Linked DNA regions of Mus musculus: region 2 is linked to region 1. A link is a contact called in public Hi-C data. All regions are on one chromosome and are shown on one strand. The core of a region is the stretch at or near the end of the contact, and the rest is flanking DNA. Distances in the headings are between cores, read along the strand shown.

Evidence for each region. A called contact is a pair of places that touch in the nucleus more often than the background predicts.
Region 2: a contact with region 1 is called in a Hi-C map of B cells, with 5 read pairs. The contact joins the promoter of Dbp here to the promoter of Josd2 in region 1. A contact is called at or near these places in 2 of 39 promoter capture datasets (erythroid cells and liver), 2 of 484 Hi-C or Micro-C datasets (B cells and cardiomyocytes) and 1 of 9 other capture datasets (liver).

What each region holds. Positions count from the first base shown.
Region 1 is chr7:44,465,852-44,469,734 of GRCm38.p6, reverse strand. It overlaps Josd2 (Josephin domain containing 2), which reads right to left and starts at 1,755. Exons shown (of 5, transcript NM_001205071.1): 1 at 1,545-1,755; 2 at 766-928. The coding sequence starts at 911. It overlaps Aspdh (aspartate dehydrogenase domain containing), which reads right to left. Exons shown (of 7, transcript NM_026690.1): 2 at 3,501-3,645; 3 at 3,180-3,264; 4 at 2,922-3,071; 5 at 2,630-2,850; 6 at 2,402-2,556; 7 at 1,984-2,092. The coding sequence ends at 2,049.
Region 2 is chr7:45,703,908-45,707,530 of GRCm38.p6, reverse strand. It overlaps Dbp (D site albumin promoter binding protein), which reads right to left and starts at 2,284. Exons shown (of 4, transcript NM_016974.3): 1 at 1,769-2,284; 2 at 515-925. The coding sequence starts at 1,907. It overlaps Car11 (carbonic anhydrase 11), which reads right to left. Exons shown (of 9, transcript NM_009800.4): 9 at 2,860-3,042. The coding sequence ends at 3,017.

The DNA of each region.
Region 1 (3,883 bases), core at 506-3,005:
TGTAGGCCTGGACCCTTGGCGAGCAGTGTCAAGAGGGAGCCACTCATGTCTGCAGCTCTCCCAGCCTTCTCCCCCTTGTGACATCTGCCTCAGCTCGAGCTGCTCAGCATGTCCCTGGAGAAAGAGCTGGAGAAAGAGAGATGCGTATGTTCTAAGTAAGTCTGAAGTTTACAGATGAGGGCTGCCTGTGGATCTGGGCAAGGACTACAGGCTGGGGTGTCTATGTGCCCATAGAAGCACCCTGCAGCCTAGAGGTGGGAATGGGGAGAGAGATTCAAGAAAGTTTCTTACAAAAGTGATGGTTGAAATTGTGAGGCGCAAACAAAGGGACCAAGAAGGGGAAAAAAATGCCTTGTGTAACATGGGAACAGCCTGTTGGAGGCCTAGGAGTACATCGAAGGATGAAGCTGCAGAAAGGTAGGCAAGGACCCGAGCACACAAGGCCTTGAGTTCAGCCTGAAGGCCCGGGGCTAGTCCCTAGGAGTTCTGGGGAACCAAAGAGGGATAGAAGCAGAGGAGGGGGCAAGCAGCTGTGGGGCTGTGTGTAGGACGACCAGGAGAAGAAAAACAGACAGCTGGGAGGTTGTGACAGAGGCTCAGATAAGAGAGGTTGAGGCCAAAGCTGGGGCTGAGGCTGTGAGAAGCAGCAGGTGGGAGGGCAGGCAACAGCTCCTGGATCGGAGCCTTGGCCCTGCTAGGGTCCCAGGAAGGCTCCCGTGCCTCTCTGAGCCCTGCTCTTCCAGGGCGGGGAACAATGGCAGTCACCTCTTGCAGATTTCGTCGGCAGCCTCCTGGCTAAAGAGCTGCTCTTGAAGGACGTTGTTGAGAGCATGGACAGCACACAGCTCTAGCCGCTGCCGCTCATGATACACTGAGGGTGGACTCGGCCTTGCTTCCGGAGCCTGAGACATGCCCTCCTCAGCTCCTGCTGCGGGGTGGGACAAGGAGGTGTTAGGCACCTAGGATCTTGCTCATTCGGTTCTCTAGATTCCTGGGTCCCTGGGCAATGGACATTGAGATGGGCACTGGGGCTAGCTTAGGAGGCCGTGAGGCCCTGACCCTATTTCCCAGGCTGTCTCCAGAGCACAGAGACACCTTTTGAGCCCAGTCCTGGGAGTGGGGGGAGTAGAGGCTCTCATCTGCTCACCTGGCAATAGAGACCCACCCCCACTACATGTCTCCAAGCAAAAGGGTCCTGATCATCATCACCTAGCAATGGACTACCACCCCTTCTGTCCCTAGGAAACAATACCTTTTTAGTTCCCAAGCAACAGAACAACCCCACCCTCTGGGTATCCTGGTCCGTTTTCTGATCACCTAGCAATGGAGGACTCCTCCTTTCCCGTCTCTGGGTAACAGGGTCTCTTCTGGTCGCCTAGCAACGAAAGACTTCCCCTCCTCAATAACCAGGGTTCTCGCCTCCCTTCACCTGGCAACGAGGCCCTCTACCAGTTACTAAGCAACAGGAGCCCCCACCTTTTCCTGTCACCTGGCAACCAGGCACACTCCCACCCGCCTTTGCTTGTCGCCCGCCTGGCCCTCACCCCGCCGGCCTTTCTGCTCCCCGGGACCGACCGCTTTCGCATTCCCTAGGCAGCGACCGGGTGGTAGCACGCTGACTGAGCAGGCGAAAGGGACTACAGCTCCCGGCGACTTGCGCGCGCCGAACTGCGATTCCCGAAGGCCTCCGTAGGGCGTCTAAATAGGACGCGCAGTCCGGAAGTCCTCCGGGGCTGCTCTGCCGCGTGGGACTACAACTCCCATCGGACAAAGCAGCCAGTTCTCGTTCTCTCCCAGGGCTCACTGCTGCCTAGAGGTTTCTGGGAGTTGTGGTAACGAGTGATCTCGCGATAGCTTTCAGGGGGCTGGTTTGTGTATGAGCTCGCACGCTGCTGCTATGGCGTCATACTCAGTGTGTAGCTGAAGCGTGACGACATAGAGGTGGGGACAAGGAACCAAAGAGGCCAAAGAGAACAGTGGGCTGAACTCTGATGTTTACTGGGACCCATAGTTGTCAATATGACAGTAAGGGTAGTAGGGGAGGAGACTCAGCAGAGGTGGATCCCAGGTCTGGAGGTGAGCTGACAGCAGCCTGTGGGGAGAATGAAAAACTAGGATGACAACACAGACACATGCAGGTGGCCATGGTGGACGTGGGTTTTGGAAAAGGTAATGTGGTACAAGTCAAGGAGGATACTCAGAAAGAGATGTGGCATGTGGATGTAGAGACCTAGAGGGGGACCCAGATGCTGAGAGAAAGCGGGGCGGGGAAAGAGAGGCTCATAGAGCCTGGGAGTGAGAACTAAGAATGAGAAAAGACAGAAAACTGGGGTTGGGACACCCAACATGTGAGCTCTGCCGAGCACAAACGCCAAGGGACCCTTGGAGGGGCCTGCCGCACCCAGTAGGCTGTGCCAGAAGGCTGTAACAGTAGCAGAGCCGGTGACAGCGCCAGGCTGGGCTGGGTTCTCTCTGTGGGTGTGCACGGCAAAGCTGCGACCTGAAGGCCCTGGGGGTCCTAGCAGCTCCACATCCACCACGTGCATGTCGGTGAGGCTGCAGCCGGCAGAGAAGTGCAGTCAGTCCACCCGGAGTGTACACAGCTGTGCCACCTACGCCCTGTGCTTACCTAAGGTCAGCCACAAGCACCCCAATGACACGGTCGAAGCCTAGACTGGGGGCAGCCAGGGCAGCAGCTGCCATGGTGTTAGAGTTTCGGGGGGCCAAGGGACAGAGCCCACGCACAGGGCCCTCATAGAGCACTGTGCGGGGCCCACTACTGTGGGCTGCAGCCAGGGGTCCCTCCAGCCGGAAGCCATCAGGATGTGTGGCCATGGTGACTCGAAGGCTCTGGAAGCAATGGCAGGGTCAGGAGATTGAGACTCTTACATGTTCCGTCTGGCAGCCCAGACAGTCCTCACCTGGAGGCCTCCGGCTGCATCCAGTCTGCTGATGTCTTCACTGCCCCATAGGGCCCCTCGGGCCACAAACACAGTGTGGCCCCAGCGCTTTGAAGCCTCCAGGAGCTGCTGCTCTGTGGTCTGGTCAGCCAGAGCTGAGGGGGATCCCACCTTGGGACACGGATGGTAGAGAGAGGCAAGGCCAAGACCCAGATTACTGCTGGAGGGTGGGATGCAGCCAACACAGAGAGGGACTCACTGAGGGGCAAGGAGGCTCACCAGGAGGTTTGCATGGCGAAGGATTTGTGCCCCAGATTCATGGATTATTTTGGGGTGGGCCACTTCTACCACAAGGTCAGGGTGCCTAGGAAGAGAGACATGGAGGGGGAGGGCCTTGGAGAAGAGTCAGGTCTCCTGTCTCCCAGGTCCTCAGGGTTTGGAGGGATAGCACTGCTTACCCTGGCTGAGGGAGGGGAGTGGGATAGTGGGTGCATTCTAGTTTCTCTTTATATGCACTGAGACTCAGAAAGGGTCAAAGGGTTGTCTGACACAGGGAGGCAGGAAGCAGCTTTGGGGAGGCTCCTTCTGTGGGGCGCTGACCTTTCCTCAAGGGCAGTGAGGTCTTGGAGCTGCAGGGCAGGGGGCACACTCCCTGCCATCCGTCCAGGGTCACGGTTCCACACAAAAACAAGTTCTAGGCCCAGTTCTGATCCCTGAGCCAGAAGGCGGGACACAAGGGACTGTCCTGCAGAGACAGGAGGGCTAGGGATCCAAGGAAAGGAGAGAGACCCTCCCCTCCTAAGTCAGGGAGATTGGGGGTGGGGGGGGGTCAGGGACCTAGAGACAGAATACAGTCAGAAGCCCAGAGAGGAGAGGCAGACAGACACACAGACAGAATACATAGAAACCTAGAAAGGAGAGACAGAGATGCCCCACATACACAGAGACACATACACACAGAGACAGAGACACAAAGACCCAGA
Region 2 (3,623 bases), core at 1,035-3,534, 1.2 Mb before region 1:
TGGGAGAACCGGCCTGCCAAGCTCTTTGCCATCCAGATTCCCACAGTTCTGAGATCCTAGGTCCCCAACACAGGGACATGGGAAAGCTCCTCTGTAGAAGCCAGAAGAGGGATCCCGATATTCTCTTCTGCAAGACTGGGAGGCAGGATGCAACACCATCCACTTGGGGAATGGGGTGTGTGCGTGTGTAGGATCCGGGAACGTAGTACCCCGCTCTGGCCTGCTCGCTCCCATTTTTGGTGTCCTTGAAGTCCAGTCCCATCTCGTTTCCCAAAATTCTGGACCCAGACTCTGGAGATAGTACTCTCCAGTTAACTAAGGTGTTCTAAGTTTCTAGTCTTGGCTCCAAGAACATGAGGAAACTTGTCTTAGAGAAGAATACTGCCTCTCAGTGAATAATCCTTTCGCATTTGGGGACCCAAGTCCCCTAAAGGATCGCAGCATCTCATTGGGCAGACTTCCAAAAGTGTCGCGAGGCCCCGCCCTGCCCGACAGCCCCGCCCCTTCGCCGCACCTGCGCGGTGGCCGCCGGCGGCTCCCAGAGTGGCCCGCGCGGGGGCGTGCCCGGGCGAGGAGCGGGGGGAAGAGGAGCTGCAAGAGCCGGGCCCGGGGGAGGGCGCGGGAGTGCGCGCTGGAGAGGGTGCCGGCGACAGGCCCCCGGGGGGCGGCGGGCTCGGCGGTAGCCCGTGCTCCAGCAAGAAGGCGTCCAGGTCCACGTATTCCACGTCCCCGAAAGGCAAAGTGCGTTCCCACAGCAGCGGCGCAAAAAGACTCGGGCCAGCCACAGGCCCTGAGCGCCCCCGAGGGGACCCACCGCCACTAACGGCCCCACTCGGGGCATCGGCTGGGCCCGCCGTTTCCAGGCCGGGTCCCGGGACGGGGGCTGAGGGCAGAGTTGCCTTGCGCTCCTTTTCCTTCAGGAGACCTGTAGGCCAGGGAGAGACCGGATGGGGTGGAGGGACACAGGAGGGACCCCAAGTTAGAGATATGGCGGAGATACAGAGAAGTGAGGAGACGGGAGCCGTAGGGCAAAGACCCAGGGAGGTGGGTACAGGCAGGGAGAGAACCCAGAAAAAGAAGAGAGGGATAAAGACGGGGCTTGGGGAGACCCAGAGAGAAAAGAGAACAAGGCCCCAGCAATAGAGGGTCAGGGAGACGGGGACCCGGAGAGGGGGAAAAGGCAAAAGTATACAGAAGGATAGGGTTAGGGGCCCGGGAGGGGATTAAGAAACACAAGCACAAGCGACCCAGAGAACGAGGATGGAAGTTTAGAAAGAAGGGTTTAGTGACAGGGTGGGTGAAAGGTTGGGCAGGTGAGAAAGAAAAAGTGACAGCTCAGTAATTCTCCCACCCCCAGCACCCTCATCCCCTCCCCCACAGTCTGTTGGGGCTGGAAGGGGCTCCACTGCTCAGGCACATTCCTCATCCCTAGTTTCCATGTGACCCTGCGAGGCCCCGCCCAAGCCCGTGTCTGCACCGTGTGAGCATCCGACACACCCCCTCCCTTCCCCTAGGACTCCAGGGGTCCAGACTCTGAGGCCAAAGGAAAGAAAGAGGGGTCTGGCACCTAAACTCTGTCCTCAAGTAGGAACACTCCAGGGACTTGACCCTTAGGCCCTCCAGGCGTCAGATTTGGTCCTGGAGGCTGATGGACTGGAAGACCTAAGTGACCTAATGAAGACTAGCAAAGATGGGACACCTAGCTGATAGGTGCCGTGGACCACCACCCCAACAGTTGAGTCCCTAACACAGTGGGACTAGAACTCACAGCTGGCCGGTTCTTTGGGCTTGCTGTTTCCCTGCAGAAGGCTCCTCAGCCCAAGCAGCGCTCCCCCGCCAGGGGGGGCCCCAGCCGGGCCACCCAGCAGCAGGGGGCCCGGGGTCCTGTCGCTCAGAGGCCGCGCCATTGCCGTGGACCTGCTCCCAGGTTCATGAGCTCATGGAGAGTCGAAGAGATGAGATGATATGTCAGTCACCCGCACACTCCAGTGGTTCGGGCGAATGTGTCCCAGAGTCGGGAGAGCGCGGCGTGCAAGCCTCCAGGATCAGGACGCTTCAAATCCTAAGAGCGCTGCGGGGGTTCAACCAGTCAGTTCTGCAGAAAGGTGCAACTCAAAGACTGTCCCGGGAGGCTCCTATAGTCTGGGCGAGTGGGTGACCAAATCAAGCAGCTGTCTCTTTGCAACTGTGGGTCCCCAAGGGACACAGGCGCGCGCTCCTTCTGTACCAAGTGGGCGAGTCTCTGGCTCTAGCCAATTTTGCACTTCTCGCAAAGAAAGGAGCTTTGCAATCTGCACCCAGAGGTGTGCACCCAGGGGCGGAGGAGGGGGCAGGAGGAGGTGGCAGCCTTGAGGCGTGGCCAAAGCAAACTTCTTTCGCGGAAAAAAAAAAATCTAAACCAAAACACCGGACGCCAGAGCGCGCGCCCCTCCTCCGGGCCCCCTCCCTCCACTTGGGCCATGCACCCCAGCCGCGTGCCTTCCTCCGGCTTCTGGCAAGAACCAATCACGTCTCGAGCCCTTGAGACGCTCAGCCAATGAGATGAAGGGATATGCCAAGACCCTGGAGGCGCGTGAGGGGCTGAACTTGTGTAGTTGCCTCGCCTTTTGGAAGAAGGCGGGACACTGACCTATATTTGGCCAATGGGAGGAGGCGCTGGAGGCGGGACCGTGACCCACTTCGGGCCAATGAGGCAGGAAGAAGGGGGAAGCACATGGCTTTGCGCGTGCTATCGGATGCGGGTGTGGGGCAAGAGGGGTACCTCTTAAAGGAGCCGAGTGTTCACAGACTCATTGAGGAAAAAAAGCAGAACATCAATTAGAGCAGATTAAGGCAGAAAGAAGTGGGCTTCGGGAAGGATTTTTTTTTTTTAATATCTAGATGTTCCTCAATCGCGACTGATAAACCACCGAGAAACCGGAAACATTCAGTCCTTTTAATAGCTTTGTTTTGGGGTGAATCCCCTCCCCTGGTGAGGAAACTCAGAACAGGCGGGCGTAATCCTCGTTGGGGAGTCTCAGCGACCGTGAGGACCACCGTCCACTGCAAAGGGAAGCACCGGCTTGAGGGGTGTGGGAGCTGAGCACATAGGACTCTACTAGTCAGGCTGCTAAGGGGGAATGGAATATACCAAGTTGGGGGAATGATCAGCTCCTGGACCAGACCATGTAGGGAGGGAAGAAGGCCACATGGGACGTGCAGAATAGGCTGGTTTGCATAAAGGTACATGGAGAGGATATGGTCTTCTGGGCTGTACCATGTTGAGAAACCAGACAAGAAACTAACCGATTTCCCGGGGCCGAGCCACAGTGGCAGTAAGAAAGACAGAGGGATTGTACCACGCTGATTCTCAGAAAGGGAATAGCAGAAAGACTACAGCTCTAAGTAGGGTCATACCATTTGTAAACAGGTGACCTGGACCGTACCATCTTGGCAAGTAACAGTAGGCAGAGGGCATGGACCAGTATGTAATTGTACCACAAGGAAAACAGGGTGTCAGGCCTTAGACTAAGCTGCAAAGAGGGGTGGGCTGCAGCAGGCTGTTCCATATGGAGAGGTGAGAAAGGACAAGGGATGTATCACACTGAGACAACCACTGGGAATAAGTGCAGACTATCAGGACG